Regions from separate parts of the Mus musculus genome. Here region 2 is linked to region 1. The links are chromatin contacts, called in public HiChIP or PLAC-seq maps. All regions are on one chromosome and are shown on one strand. Each heading gives the region's core, a stretch centred on a gene start, on an enhancer-like site or on the middle of the called end of the contact. The rest is flanking DNA. Distances are from core to core; before and after follow the strand shown.

Region 1 (7,522 bases), core at 4,739-7,238:
CAGTGCCATTGTGCCTGGCTTTTTATATGGGACAGGGAATCCGAACTCAGGTCCTCACGCTTTTGAGGCACACACTTTACTGATTGAGCCATCTCTCTGGTCCCGGGATTCTTAACTAGGCTATAATGATCTCACTGCCTGGATAAAAGATAAAGAGTACCAGAAGAGGACAGAGGGATGTGTTCCGTCCCTGCCTTTTTGTCCTGGCCTCACACCTCCCTTACACCCATGGGGTGTGTTCCCGAATGCCTTTCTCCTGCTTGGCATTGAATTAGAAGTGCTACATCCAGCAGGAACTGGTACTGTTGGCTGCTCCCACAGGCCCTCCACTGGACTGGCATCTTAGCTGAAAGTCTTCAGTTGCACTTGTGACTTCAGGCTATTTTCGTGTAGCCTGCTTATTCAAAACCTTACCAAAATTGGGTCTGACTAATGGCCCTCTTCAAGTTGGATTGATCTTAGCTTGATTATGTGTTTTCTTTCTTCCTTTCCCTCAATTTCTGGATGGCTTATGTTCCAGTGACTGTGATTCGAGCATTCCAGTGCAGTCGAGGACACAAACTACGCTCCTTAGGTAGATAACTAGAGGGCGCAATTCTGGTCATTTGCCAGACTGATCTTTTCCATCATCACTGAATGCCTGGAAACAAACAAACAAACAAACAAACAAAAACTGGTACAGAGATTTAGGCCTGAGGTTAAAAGGTGAAGAAACTAAGCTTCTTGAGTTGAAGGATCCAGAGACTCTGCTCTGTTTGTTCTTCATTCACTCCTTGGCATTCATTTTTAATTAGGAAGTGAACCCCAGATGGCAGGGCTTATCTGCTTGTGCTGAGTGACAACGTTTAAGCCGGGTTCAGGAAGGAGGAGGGATGTTCTGCCAGTCTGGTCCCTCGGTCTCTGGCAAGTGTATAGATTTTGACTTAATACCTCTTGCTGTTTCTTAGGCACCCCCTTGATCCCGACTGTTAGTGTAACAGACTGGAATGGATGAGACAACAGGAAAACATCTTGCAATGCAACCAGAGCAGACCGTGGGGCTTGGGAGCCGTCTCAGCAGTTAAGAGGGCTCGCTGCTCTTGTCGAGGATCTAGGTTCAGTCCCCAGCATCCATATGGTGGCTCAGAAACACCTGTAACTACATACGGTCCTGGGGACCTGATATTATCTTCTGGCTTCCACAGACACCTGGATTTACATGTACACACACACAGCTTTTTGGCAGGAGGAGGACTTAACTAAAAGATTCTTGTCCCTTCTGGGAACTTAGTTTTTTAAACCAAGTATGAAAATATTTCACCTCTCTCTATTACCACTGATGCAAGTACTAACCAGGCAGCATCATCCACAGGGAATGGCGGGACCAAAGAGAGGAAAACAATCTTATAGTCTGTGAGTTCTTCGTCACTCTTCCCTGTTAGCCTCGGTATTGCTGAAGTCTCCTTGGAAAAAATTGTATTTTAGATAAAATACATTGAGTTAAGATTTGAACTGAGTTTAACATTTTCTTTATTAAAATATATGCTTTAAAATGTTTATACTTGAAAATATAATCAATTTAGACCCATAATCTCGTTCATTTCCTATTCGTTACCCAAGTAGAGGGTCAACTCGTTTACAAAAATGCCATTTAAGACATCAAAAAACACTAAATTTTTGTCAAACCGTTTGCATTATAAAATTTTCTAGCACAGGATCTGGCGAATTGACTCAGTAGTTAGGGGCACTGGCTGCTTTAGTAGAGGACCTGGGTTCAGTTCTCAGCACTCATATCCTAGCCGACAAACACCCAGACCTTGTTCTAGGGATCCGACCCCCACTCCTTAGGCACCTGGTACAAATGTGTGCGGGCAAACACTCGCATACATTAAAGTAGAAGAAAAAAATTTGATTAGCTAGTGATTCAACTTTTATTGACTGTTTAGCTTACAGCTTTTATTTTTTTTTGCCAGTTTTATTGAGACCTAACTGACAAATATACATGTTCAAACACATACAAACATATGTATTCAGAGTGTACAATGAGATACTTTGACATGATTGTGAAGTGATTGCTGTAATCAATGTAGTCACCACTTCTGTTACCCACATAGTATGCATGTATGTATTTATAGTCAGGACACTTAAGGTCTTTTTAAGCAAAGTTTAAGTATATAATAGAGTAGTGCTAACATGGTGTGTGTTAGTAGCAACAGCCTAATGTACAAACAACCCAGGTCTCTAAGATTGGGACAATGAATAAAGAAAATGTGGGATTTATGTATAATGAGAATCTGTTCAGTCTTAAAATAGAATGAAATCCTGTCATGTCTTACAGTATGATTAACCTGCAGGACATCAATGATGAAGAAAAACAGGCACTGAAAGATGACACTGTGTGATCTTGCTTACATATGGAATCTAAAACTCGTGAGCAGAGAGAGTGATGTTTTCCAGGGGCATGGGGGCGCTGGTGAGTCTGGAGATGTTGGCCAAGGGTTTAACATGAGTCCTGCAAGACCTATTGATTTGGTGTGGACTGAGAGAGAAGTCCACATGATGTAGAGCAGCTGCTGCCTGTACTCAGCGAGGCCCCGAGACTGGCTCCTACAGGGAAGCCAGGGAAGAGCTTGATATCCTGGGACTCTGATTGGCTTGGGCTCTGCCCAGCTCTCTTCTAACAATGCCCTTGGCGTCTCTCCTTCCTGACCTGTACACACTGCGCACACATATTCCTCTCTGAACAATACACCTAGCAACCTTGGACTAGGGCACCAACACCTGATGTCTTGGTCGGGGTTTCTATTCTTGCACAAAACATCATGACCAAGAAGCAAGTTGGGGAGGAAAGGGTTTTTTTTTTTTTTTTTCAGTCTACACTTCCATACTGCTGTTCATCACCAGGACAGGAACTCACACAGGTTAGGAACTTGGAGGCAGGAGTGGATGCAAAAGCCATGGGAAAATGCTGCTTACTGGCTTGCTTTCCTTGGCTTGCTCAGCTTGCTTTCTTATAGAACCCAGGACTACCAGCCCAGGGATGGCACCACTTACAATGGCCCCACCCACCCTTGAACACTAATTGAGAAAATGCCTTATAGTTGGATCTCATGGAGGCATTTCCTCAAGGGAGGCTCCTTTCTCTGATAACTCCAGCTTGTGTCAAGTTGACATACAAAACCTGCCAGGACACCTGTACTGGGCTACATGTACACTCTCTAGAAACTGAGACAGAGTTCTCATCCTCTTACAACAGACTTAGTTTCTGATTAGATATATTCCCAATGTCTGTTGTGTATGAAGAATGGAAGGGGATGTTTCTGTTTTTCCTGGGTTTGGGCCAGCTTGGCTAATCCACTGGAAGATGGCATGACATTAGAATAAAGCAAACAGGAAGGCAGAGAAGGAGTTAGAGGAGATTAAGAATGACGCTCTCTTCATTCCACAGTCCCTATGGAACCAGCCTCTTGGTCTGGGTCTTTGAGGAATTTCTGAAATCTCAGCGGCAGTTGGTCAGGTCAGGAGACTCTTCATGTACCTGTGGTTCTTGGGCTCTCCAGAGCAGGGAGCTGAGGTTTATCTTTCTGTCTATGTCTCTAGAGTTCCTCTGAGGTTGTCCTGGAGAATGGAAGGTGCTTTATGGCTTGCCCTGTATGACCATTTCTTCCCTATCTTTCATACCCTCTGCATTGGTCCCGAAGTTTACCTTTGCCTTCTGTGTTAGTTATTTGTCGGTGGGACAAGATATCTGAAGTGAAACGCCTTAAGGGAGGGAGGGTTTATTCTGCTGTATAGTTGAGTAAGGCTTGTCTTGGAGGGGAAGAGAGAATGGTGGCAGGAGAATGAGGTGGCTGGCCACGCTGCATCCACAGTTGGAGCAGAGAAGACTGCTGGTGGTTAGCTGGCTTTCTCCTGTGCCGTGCAGGACCCCAGCATAGGTTCGGAGAGTCTTCCTACATCGATTTATCAAGAAACTCCCTCACAGACATGCCCAGATGTGTGTTCCCGAAGTGATTGCTAATTTCAAGTTGGCAAGATCAACCATCATAGCAACCCACTTCCCAAGTTGGCACACATATCTGTAAGGGCCTAGCTCCAGGGCTGTGTGGCATGCTTTCTTTCAGGGACTAAGAGCTTCCTTTTCAGCCCACCCCCTGCTCTCAGCTCTGCTATCTGTCTGAGGGATGATCCTCCCACTCTTCTGTCTGAGGGGTGGTCCTCCCACTTTGCTGTCTATCTGAGGGGTGGTCCTTCCACTCTGCTGTCTGAGGGGTGGTCCTCCCACTTTGCTGTCTGTCTGAGGGATGATCCTCCCACTCTTCTGTCTGAGGGATGATCCTCCCACTCTGCTGTCTGAGGGATGATCCTCCCACTCTTCTGTCTGAGGGATGATCCTCCCACTCTGCTATCTGAGGGATGATCCTCCCACTCTTCTGTCTGAGGGATGATCCTCCCACTCTGCTGTCTGAGGGGTGGTCCTCCCACTTTGCTGTCTGAGGGGTGGTCCTCCCACTTTGCTGTCTGTCTGAGGGATGATCCTCCCACTCTTCTGTCTGAGGGATGATCCTCCCACTCTGCTGTCTGAGGGGTGGTCCTCCCACTTTGCTGTCTGAGGGGTGGTCCTCCCACTTTGCTGTCTGTCTGAGGGATGATCCTCCCACTCTTCTGTCTGAGGGATGATCCTCCCACTCTGCTGTCTGAGGGGTGGTCCTCCCACTTTGCTGTCTATCTGAGGGGTGGTCCTCCCACTCTGCTGTCTGAGGGGTGGTCCTCCCACTTTGCTGTATGTCTGACAGGTAGTCCTCCTATCCTGCTGTCTGTCTGAGGGATGGTTCTCCCTTTTGACTGATTGGCATTGCAGGAGGATGCACAGGCCCTAGTTCCACGAAGGGAGTAAATTTCACTCTTGGCTTCAGCCATTTGGTTCTCTCTGGTTCTTAGATGCCAAAGAGAGCTATCCTGCCAGATTTCAACCCCTATTTTTTCATGTCTCTTCAAAAAGAAACAAACATGACAAAAATCTCCCTTCAGTTTAGACACAACACTTCACAGTGTTGCTGTTAGTCTTTCGGCCATATCCTGAGGGTAGTGGGGGAGTTCTGTCTCCACTGCAGACAGAATCTTCGTGTAGTCATTCTGGTCTGCACCTTTTATGTTTAATGCATAATTCAGTAACAACACATATACACAAACCACACACGCACACATGCACTCTCACATATACTCTATCATGTGCATACACATGCACACATCTCATACACACCACATACATAGTACATGCTATATCTCCCACTCCCTGTGGGAGTAAGATGGAACATTCTGTCTATACATACAATTTTTAGTACTGTTTAAGGTTCACAGACACATGAGAGACTAATTAATCATGTTAGGCAGTTTCACACATTCGGCGAGCAGGTGAAAGACAGCATTGTAATATCATGTGAACCTTAAGCAAAAAGAAACAACTTCACTGTTAGTTGGTGCACCGCTGACCACAACCCAGGAAGGATCCTTCTTTCTGAGGTTGCAGGGGGGTGGCAGGCTTTCACCCATGTCAGACAAGTGCTCTACCACAGAACTGTATACCCCAGCCCCATTGGAGGCCTTTAATTAAAACTAGTTTTGATCTGTATTTTAGTCTCATTTTAATTTTGGTGACTCAACAACTTCATACCTGGAGAGTGCTTTTCTTTTCTAGGCTGAGGTTCAAGGGACTGGAGAAGGCAGCCATACCTATGCTTATGATTTCCACCTTGTCTATGTGTCTTTATAGCAATTGAGTGAATAACCCAAGCATGTGGTGAGTGAGTGCCTCTTGGGCCTCATGGGCCTCTCTCCCTGAGTGTTATAGGCCTCTCAGAGGTCAGGGAAATGGCTGTGGGCTGTGGGGTGTGCACAGATGCGAGGTGAATCCCTGCAGATGGCCAGGACGAGGCACCTAGATGAGGACTGGACAGTTGAGGAGAATGAACACCGAAATTAGGGTGGGGGAGGGTGTGACTTAGCTTGCCTGCAGGTGTGGCTTGTATAGGCTGTGGTTCTGTTCAGCTTATGAGAGGTGTGCTGTAGGCATACATTTTTTTGCAACCTACTTTAATAAGGGTTCAACCTCTCTTCTAGCCCAGCAGAGGTAGTGGAAGAGAAAAGTTATTAGGATATGGGGGAGTGGATCTGTTCAGCAGTAGTTTTTTTGGGGGCAGGGGAGGGGCAAGCTTGATCTTGTTTGGCAGTGGTTCAGTTCTGTAGCAAACACCAACTACAACTCAGCAGCTGCAGACCAGTCCCCTAGGCAGGCAGACAGCACACACGAAGTGGCAGCCACAGACTAGTCCTTTCAGCAGGCTGACACCAGGCATGAAACAGCAGCTGCTGTTCACTGGGACCTCAGAGGTATTAAAAGTAGGATGTAAAAAAAAAAAAAAAAAAAAAAAAAAATTATGCCTACAGGTGGCGCCCAATGTGGCTTAGGCATAATGGATAACTCCGCTTCTAATGTGGTAGAGGAAACCATAGATCATGAGGGGTTAGCAATGTTGCTTAAGGAGATTGCCAAAATGGCAGCCACTGCCTCTGGGTGGTCTTCTACTGTGTTCCCGGAGGGGGTTTTCTGATTTTGCTTCATAGTTTTCATAATTTTGGAGGGAAAGCTGAAAGCTCAGAAGGGCCACTCAATTCTCTTCTTTCTATTAGAAAGGATTGCAGAGTTGGCTTTGCTCGTAGAGAGTTTGTGACTAGAGGGCCAAATGATTGGAAAGCAAAAAAGAGCCAGGGAGAGCAGAACAATAGTTCTGGCTTGGTGAATGGGACCGGGAATGTACCTCACGATGAACTAGGGAAAGAAAATAGGCTGGAAGGTAAAGGGCAGCCCCGCCCTGCTCCAGGTACTTTCACTACCAGGTGCTCAAAGCAACTCAGTGAGACAGGGGCTGGGAAGAGCAGGAGGTGGTGCAGGGACAAAGGGTTAGTGTGCGACTGAGTGCACCACAGAGCATTTGCTTAGGCCTGTGGAAAGGACTTCCTGTGTGCCGCCTGCCTGTCTAGGGGGCTGGTCTGCAGCTGCTGAGATGTATTTGGTGTTTGCTACCGGACTGAACTGCTGCCAAAGAGGATCAAGGTGCCCCCATCCCATCCCACCCCATCCCACCCCTGGCCCAAGAACTATTGCTGAACAGGTCCACTTCCCCCATATCCTAATAACTTTTCTCTTCCACCACCTCTGCTGGGTAATGGGCTAGAGAAGAGGTCGAACCCTTATTAAAAGTATGTTGCAAAAAAAGTATGCCTATAGCATGATGTCACAGATATCACCTCACTTCCTGCTAATGTATACACGCATACCCCCCACCCCGTTTGTACTCACATTTGTACACCCCCCTCCCCCGTTTGTACTCACATTTGTACACACCAGGGGCAGTCCTTCCCTAGTTTATGTTATCTTCTTTCCAGATTCAAATGCACCCTGGGGCTGTGCACTTAGGACTCTTCTAGTGGAATGGCAAGGTCACAGCAGGAGGCTGCCTTCAGCAAAAGCAAGAAGGCAGGT
Region 2 (7,522 bases), core at 3,187-5,686, 42 kb before region 1:
TACTGAATGTTCAACCCCAGGAACCACACCTCTGCAGAGGCTCAAAACTCAGAAATTCACATCTCTTGGAGAACCTATACTTTGTCAGGAGCCCAGATCTTTAGGAACACAACTCAAATCTCTTTAGGATCTCATATCTTAGTAACCAGAATCTCTTCAGGATCTCACATCTCCTCAGGAACCCATATCTCATCAAGGTCTCACATCTCAGGAAGCCCTCTCCTCAGGAATGTATACCTCTTTAGAAACCATCTTCCCAGACATCTATATACCTCTTCACAGCAACTCTCAGCTCTGTAAGAGAGCACTTCTCCTCGGGAATGCGTGGCTCCACAGGCACACTCATTTCCTAAGCTCACATTTTCTTTCAGGAGAGAAGGTGGCTCGTTAGTGAGCATCCATTTATGGGGAGTCACTCACTGCTTTCTGTGACGAGTAGAGCTCCTCTGATCCCACGGTGTGCATCATATTGACTCGTGTCTTCTATGTATAGCTCAGTCCTGACCCTTTAAACTCGAGTGCTGACTACAGTTTGGAGATTAATAATTTTAAGATCAATAAAAGGAATGGATAATACAGTGATGAGTAACCTTAAAATCTCAGAAAACCAATTTTCCCTAAGCATCTGAAGTGTGGAGGAAAGCATAAGCTGGGTTTTATTTATAACCCAGAGTAATCCCTGTCTTTCCCCTGACTTTACTCGGCATTCTAAGAGCTACACGGACCCTGGGTTGGTTGCCCTGCAACCAGGGAGAGATCTGTGCAGGAGTTTTCTACAGTCCATGCTAACTAGAATCTTGAACTTTCTACTCTGGGATCAGGTTATGTGACGAATATGTCATAATGATCAAGAGCTTGGTCATGGCAAGAGCCATGACCCCTGCCTCACTCAGCAGCTGTATGGCCCTGGATAAAGTAAAATATTTGAGACTCAGTCCCTTCTTCCTAAAATATAATATGTGAAATGAAAAAAAAATGTCTGGATCATAGTAAATATTCAACAGATAGGACTTCATCACCATCTTCTCTATCCTCCTTCTCTGCATCATTATCATCATCAACACTATCTTTATCATTATCATTCTCATCTCCATTCTCTTCCTCCACTTCATCTTCATTCATCATCTTCATCATCACCATTATCATCATCATCATTGTCATCCTCATTATCCTTTCTATCTTCATCATCTTCATAACCGCCATTGCCCTTCATGTCATTTTTGCATCTCTGTCATGATGCAGACCCAAAGATTCAGGACATGTCACCTGAGGCCTGACTTGTGGTCATGTTTCTGTGGAACTCTTGGCACACTGTCCTAGGGTGGGTGCACATAGGAAATTTAGAGAACCTTGAGCAACTGAGAGAGAAGTTAATATTTTGAGTTTATACCACTGGTAAATGGTAAATAGTAAGTCTAATGAATAATCCTATACATGTTCTAATGTTTTGTTTGTTAAGGATGCCTAGAGTCTTGGCAAGCTAATGGTGAATTATGTTGTGCCATTCGGAACTAGGTAACTGTAGAAAAACTCTTTAATAGAGCGATGAAATTTGGGTTCTGGGGAGATAGCTCAGCAGGCAGAGGTGCGAAGCCTGATGATTTGAGTTCCATCCATAGGACCCATGTGGAGAAAGGAGAAAATCAACTGTGACAAGCTGTCCTCTGGCTTTCACATGTGTGTCGTGTGTCATATGCACCCATACAGTACATACACAATGCATACATACATAATGCACACATAATGCATACATGCAAGCATGCACACATACCATACCTCCATCCATACATGTATACATGCATGAATACATACCATACATACGTGGGGAAAAGGTACATTTGACTTGGCATAGTGAAGTATGCCTGTAACTTCAGCATTCAGGAAGCAGAGGCGGCAAGTTTGAGGGCTACATGGATCACATAGCAATATTTGGTTCCCTAAACCAAACCAACTAAAGCCCAACAACAACAACAAAGGGAAATATGGTTATCCCCCTTTCCTGGAGGATACAGAATTAATCATAAAGGTGATTACTCATTTTGGATGGAGTATGTTAGAAAGATAATTCTTTAAAAGTTCGCACTGTAACAGAGATCTAGTCCAGAGTTGCTATCTATTTAATACACAAAGTACTTTGGCTGAGCTTCCTTATTGGTTACCCAGTGCAGAGTGGTTAGCCCTGAAACCACACACACACACACACACACACACACACACACACACACACACACAGTGCAGAGTGGTTAGCCCTGAAACCATACACACACACACACACACACACACACACACAGTGCAAAGTGGTTAGCCCTGAAACCACTCACATAAAAACCAAAAATGGACTGAGCAGATTGTATTTATATGTATTTGTGAATACACACATGCATACATTTACATATCAATAATAAGAGAAAAAAGCTATGAACTTGAGAGTGGGGAACGTGGGTGAGGTTTGAGGGAAGGTAGCTGGGAAGGGCTGGAAAGAGGAAAGGGAGGAGAGAAAGTGATATAATTATATTTCAATTAAAACATATTAATAATAAAATATGAAAAGGAGTCTAGTGAACTAAATCAACATTAAGAAAACATGTTTCAGCAGTATGCATAAGGATGGAATATGTGCAATACGAACCTAGGGACAAAGAAACATTTTCATAAAAGCTGAAAAACACAAGGTTGTGGATATTCATAATAACTCAAAATAGCCTCCCCCGCTCTGTTTTGTAAATGGTAGCTTTGTGCCTATGAAAATGTCCACTTGCTAATTCTGTGTAACTCAAATCTAGAGTTAAAGACTCCAGGCATAAAGTTTATATGCACATTATATTTGTCTTTCTAAAATAAACATATTTATGATGAAAAGTTCTGAAATCCTTCTTACTTACAGGGTTGTTTTTCTAATTTACCTTTTGGATGGCTTAACTACAATCCTCTAGTTTCTTCCTCTAGTGACAGAAGAGTCTGCCAAGTTTTCAGGTAAGATGATGGGGGTACCCTTCTACAATACGGATATCCCACTATAAAATGAGAATATTTAAGGACAGATATTTATTTTTCTTGGAAATAGACAAAAACTTTAACTTTGTAAGGACGAAAATAGGAAAGGTGGAAACAAAATGTAACCCACCTGAAAATTTCTGGGCAGTTTTAATGATGTACCAGATGCTGTAACATGTGTAGCAGAGATAAGTTAACGCAAAATTATTTATTGTATAACTCCTGACTATGAGTAGGTTGGGCATGTGGGAACGTTGCTTTCTCTATAATTTTTTTTCAGTGATATAAATGAAAACACTTAGAACTGAGAAAACATGTGTTGGATTTCTTGTCCCAGTTGCTTCCGACATTTTATTTCTTAGTCATAGTTACATACTACTTTTAAAAACATTTATTTATTTATGTGTATGACGGCTGTGTGTGGAGGCTGAGGAGAACTTGGAGTTCTTTCTTCCCACCATGTGGGTCCCTGGAATTGAACTCATCTAGTCAGGATTGGTGGCAAGTGCCTTCACCAGCTGAGCCGGCTAGCTGGCTTACAGCAGCTGTTTTTAAAATGGAGATTTGATGGCTTATGATTACATGGAGCATTGTGAGATTTGGATCCGGCATTTGTGGAGGAATGTTTAACTTTGCTCTCTCACGGCAGATCGCGGATACCACGGTGTGAGTTTAGCGCATTCAGTGATCGGACTGGTCCTTAGCACACCATACTTTATTGTAATTTCTTGCGCAGGTGCATTATGAATTTGTGTGTCTTGTATCACAATGCATGGCAAGATGCCTACTTTGTCGTTGAATGCTGGGATTGTTGTGCTGTCGTTGAGTACTTTTTAATATATACTTATTTTATCTATGCATATGTGCCTAATAAATGTATGTGCACGAAGTACCTTCAGGTGCCCATGGAGGCCAGAGGGCACTGGGTCTCCTGGAACCAGAGTGACAGGTGGTTGTGAGCTGTCTCGCGTGGGTGCTAGGAACCGAGGCGCATCCTCTACAAGATCAGTGAGTGCTCTTCTTCAGCCTTCTCTCTCACCCCTGTTGCTGAATAATTTGTTAAAACTCCTCGACCATCCACACCAGGCCCCTTGTGGTGAGAACTTAATCTGTGATGAGTCTGGTGCATGCTGACTCAATAACTAAGAAAACCACCTCTATCTCGTATGGAGGGAGTCGAAGTGTAAATATCGATCACACGTAGAGGCTCCCCATTCTGTGCACCGGGGGAGAAGGAGAGTTCCCCGTGCAATCCAAAAGGCCTTAGAAATGGGTGGCAAGTACTGTAGCAGGGCTCAGCGGGAAGCTGAGCTCCTTGGACTTGAGGTCAGGAAGGGCACAGGTGCAGGGGATGGCTGAGCGCTCTGGCACGCGCCAGTTGATTCCCCAAGCAGCCAGTAAGCGGCACTGTGCCCCGGCGCTGGCGGCCGGAGGAGCGGGCTGCGGATTACCTGCAGCAGCCGGGGCTGGCAGCTCCTCCCCGCCCGCCCCCAGCCCGCCCCCGCCGCTGCACTAGCCCGGCTCCGCGGGCTCCGGGCACTCGCTGGCGGGAGCCGGGGCCGAGCGCGCCGGGCAGTGGGGCCTCCTCCCTGCGTCCTCACGCCGGGCTGCCCTCCTCCCGCACCGTGCGGCGCAGGGAGGCCCCGCGCCTCGGCCGCCCCCGCGTGCCCGCCTCCGCCGCGCTGCAGGGGGACCGACCGCTGGGCTCTCGGCACCAGCAGCGCGGCCCCCCGGGTGCCTCGGGCTCCTGGCTGTGGCCGCCGCAGGGGCAGCGACCCGAGTAGCAGCCGTTGGAGCCCCTAGAACATCCTGGTTAGCAGTGACTAGAGCGTCCAGAGAAGCCGCAGCAGCAGCTTCAGCAGTAGCAGCAGCAGCATAAGTGGCCGCGGTCGTGGGGCTCCGCCGGGCTCCGGAGCCGGCCGGGCCAGGAGCGCGGAGCCATGGCTGATGCGGGCGAAGGCGAGGATGAGATCCAGTTCCTGAGAACTGTAAGTGCCACGTCGCGGCGCGCATCTCCCAGGGGAAGGGGTGCCTGGGAGCCCCCCGCAGGGTCCCCGTAGAGTGACAACCGGCTGCGGGGCCGCCTCTGGTCCGCCAGAGGCGCCCCAGGGATGCTGGAGGGGTCTGCATCACCACATGTGTGCAGGTGTGCGGGTCTGCCCGGGGAAGGGCAGGACGCGTGTCTGTGCGCGCATGTGGAAAACCAAGAGGACTCAGTGCGGTGACAGCGTGGCGAGCCAGCGGGAGGCACCCGGGCGGGCGCTACCCAGCTGCGGGAGCTGAATTGGCCAGGGACCTCTTCGACCGACTCAGGCTAGGGTGCAGGGCTGCGTGTTCCGTGGGGCGCGCTTAGCGTGGCGGCTCTGGCTTTCGCCGTCCCTGGGGCTTCAGGGCTGAGTCTGCGCGCCGTCACGGAGTGAAGACATCGCAATCCGAGTACTTGGCGGTGTCGATCATATAGTGACTGGCCAGGGCTGAGAAGGCTGCCCCCAGGGTGCCCCCAAGTCGAGCAGATACCAATGCCATGGAGGCTTGCTCCGGTGGTCCCCACGGTTCCCGGCATGGTGCCATGCTGGTTTTCGTGACGACAGCTTGCAGAGCGCATTGGAACCGTGTGTGTGTGTGTGTGTGTGTGTGTGTGTGTGTGTGTGTGTGTGTGCATGTGTGTGTGTGTGTGAGTGTGCGTTCCTGTGTGTTGTGTGTGTGTGTGCACGGACCGCATGAAAGAATTTACAGAGGCTGAGCATCATGAACATGTGTCGTTCTTTAAACGCTGGCTTGTTGAATACCGAGTGCAGCCAAGTGAGTGCCTGCAAGCAAGTGATGTTTGTCTGTGTGTTTCTGTGTGTGTGTGTGTGTGTGTGTGTGTGTGTGTGTGTGTGTGTGTACAAGGGGAGGGTGGCTGCTCGGGATTTCCACATAGTGTGGTAGGCAGGGAAAGATCGGCCTCACTCTAATAAGATTCCAAGTGCCACTTGGCGCTGCTGCCTTCCTTCCTGATTGTTCTACACTGCAGATACTTCCTAGCCGCTTGCTCACCTCCAAACCTTTGAGCCTGCTCAAGCGCCAAAGAAGTGCAAGAAGCCCCTATCACATCAGTCTGCTTAGCCTTTTCTGCATCGTCTCAGTCTTTCCTTCCTTACCTCTCCTCTTTTCCCAAGACTATCCCCCTGACAGGATTCCTTTCCACCCAAGACGGCATTTTCTGCTGGGATTTCTTCCTGGCAGCCTTCACGTTCCACTTCCAGGTACAGTCCCTTCCAGATTCACAGAAAACACCACACAGATGGGGAAAATTTGAAATACTAACTAGAGGATAACTTTTAGGTTATTTGCATAAAACCTGAATGGTGTTATTAGGAGCCATTCCCCTGCACACTTTACTTTTTCCTAGTATTTGGGAGGTGGGTCGTTTGCATTGCAGAGAGGCCTGTGAGTGCAGATCAGTGTGGACCACAGGTCTGAGCTGAGCAAGGCTGTCCCCATACATAGACAGCATCCTCACTAAGACATAGCTTATGAAGGTATCCGAAGCCTTCTAGCCATATTGTTTATTACGTTTCTTAGTGGACAATTGTCTAAAAGTTCTGTTTTGTTTTCAACAAGTCAAGCTGTAGCCTCAAAAGCCACGGAATGCGTTTTTCAGGCAGATTACAGTTTTAGCTGCTGTGTGGCTTTAAAATTCAGTTTGTACCACACTCTACAGGGTTAAAATTAGCCAGGAAATTTTGGCTGGTTTTGTGAGTTCAAGGGCTCCCTGCAGGCTTAAATGCTAAGCCTAGCTTATGGAGGTGCTGTTATCAGAATGTTTAATGGGGACTGAGGTACTGTGCCTGCCTGTAGGGTTTTTTTTTTTTTTTTCTTTCCACATATAAAGTCATGTTAACTCAGTGCCACTTAGCAGCTGCCTGTCAGCCAGAGCGACACCTTTGATAAGTGGGGCTTGGGTAAGGTCTGGCAGTCCTAGGCTGAGATTCTTCTTTTAATAAAACATTGGTAGGTTGTTGTACTGATGATAAATGACCTTGAAGGAGTAGCATTGTGAAGAAGGGTGTGTGTGTGTGTGTGTGTGTGTGTGTGTGTGTGTGTGCCATTCATATCTGAAAGGAAGGCTTCTTTTTCTGAGCTTGTGATTCTAAAACGATAATTCTCAAGTCTTTCTCCAGCTCCCCCGTCTGCTGCCCTGGGTCCTTCCCATTTTATTCTTTAACCTGAGTATGTTGATGGTTCAGTGATATTAATGAGGTTAGCAAAGGCAAGCGTGCCATCGCTTTATTATCTTCACCCCTCCCCACCCCCGGGGACAATTTTTAAAATGTGAAAGTGTCATTGTGAGTTATTTCATTTTGTGTTTATTTATTTTTGTTCACACTTGATAGCCTGTGAACATAGGGTGCTATGGAATATGTGGCATAGGATGAATGACATAGAATTCCTGGAGATCCTGTCTCACTCTTCAGAGGGCTGAGATTATAGGACTCACCATACCTGGTTTCTTTTTTTTTTTTCCTTTTCTTTTTAATTAAAA

The links. HiChIP or PLAC-seq counts read pairs in DNA pulled down with a chosen protein or histone mark.
Region 2: a contact with region 1 is called in an H3K4me3 HiChIP or PLAC-seq map of the SCID.adh cell line, with 23 read pairs. The contact joins the promoter of Ryr2 here to the enhancer-like site in region 1. A contact is called at or near these places in 2 of 39 promoter capture datasets (hippocampal neurons and stem cell-derived epiblast-like cells), 13 of 484 Hi-C or Micro-C datasets (the HL-1 cell line, Sertoli cells, brain and 6 more), 6 of 115 datasets of contacts at active chromatin or transcription factors (the SCID.adh cell line, embryonic forebrain, embryonic stem cells and 1 more) and 2 of 9 other capture datasets (adipose tissue and liver).

The regions. Positions count from the first base shown.
Region 1 is chr13:12,063,692-12,071,213 of GRCm38.p6, reverse strand. The region is part of intron 1 of Ryr2 (ryanodine receptor 2, cardiac); the gene reads left to right. Among named protein-coding and RNA genes, the nearest start is that of Ryr2, 39 kb to the left of the region's middle. Within about 2 kb of position 5,988, at least 7 of the 459 cell types and tissues checked have an H3K27ac peak or open chromatin away from gene starts, as enhancers often do. A contact at or near this core is called in the SCID.adh cell line, where this site is marked.
Region 2 is chr13:12,103,859-12,111,380 of GRCm38.p6, reverse strand. It overlaps Ryr2 (ryanodine receptor 2, cardiac), which reads left to right and starts at 4,436. Exons shown (of 105, transcript NM_023868.2): 1 at 4,436-4,982. The coding sequence starts at 4,935.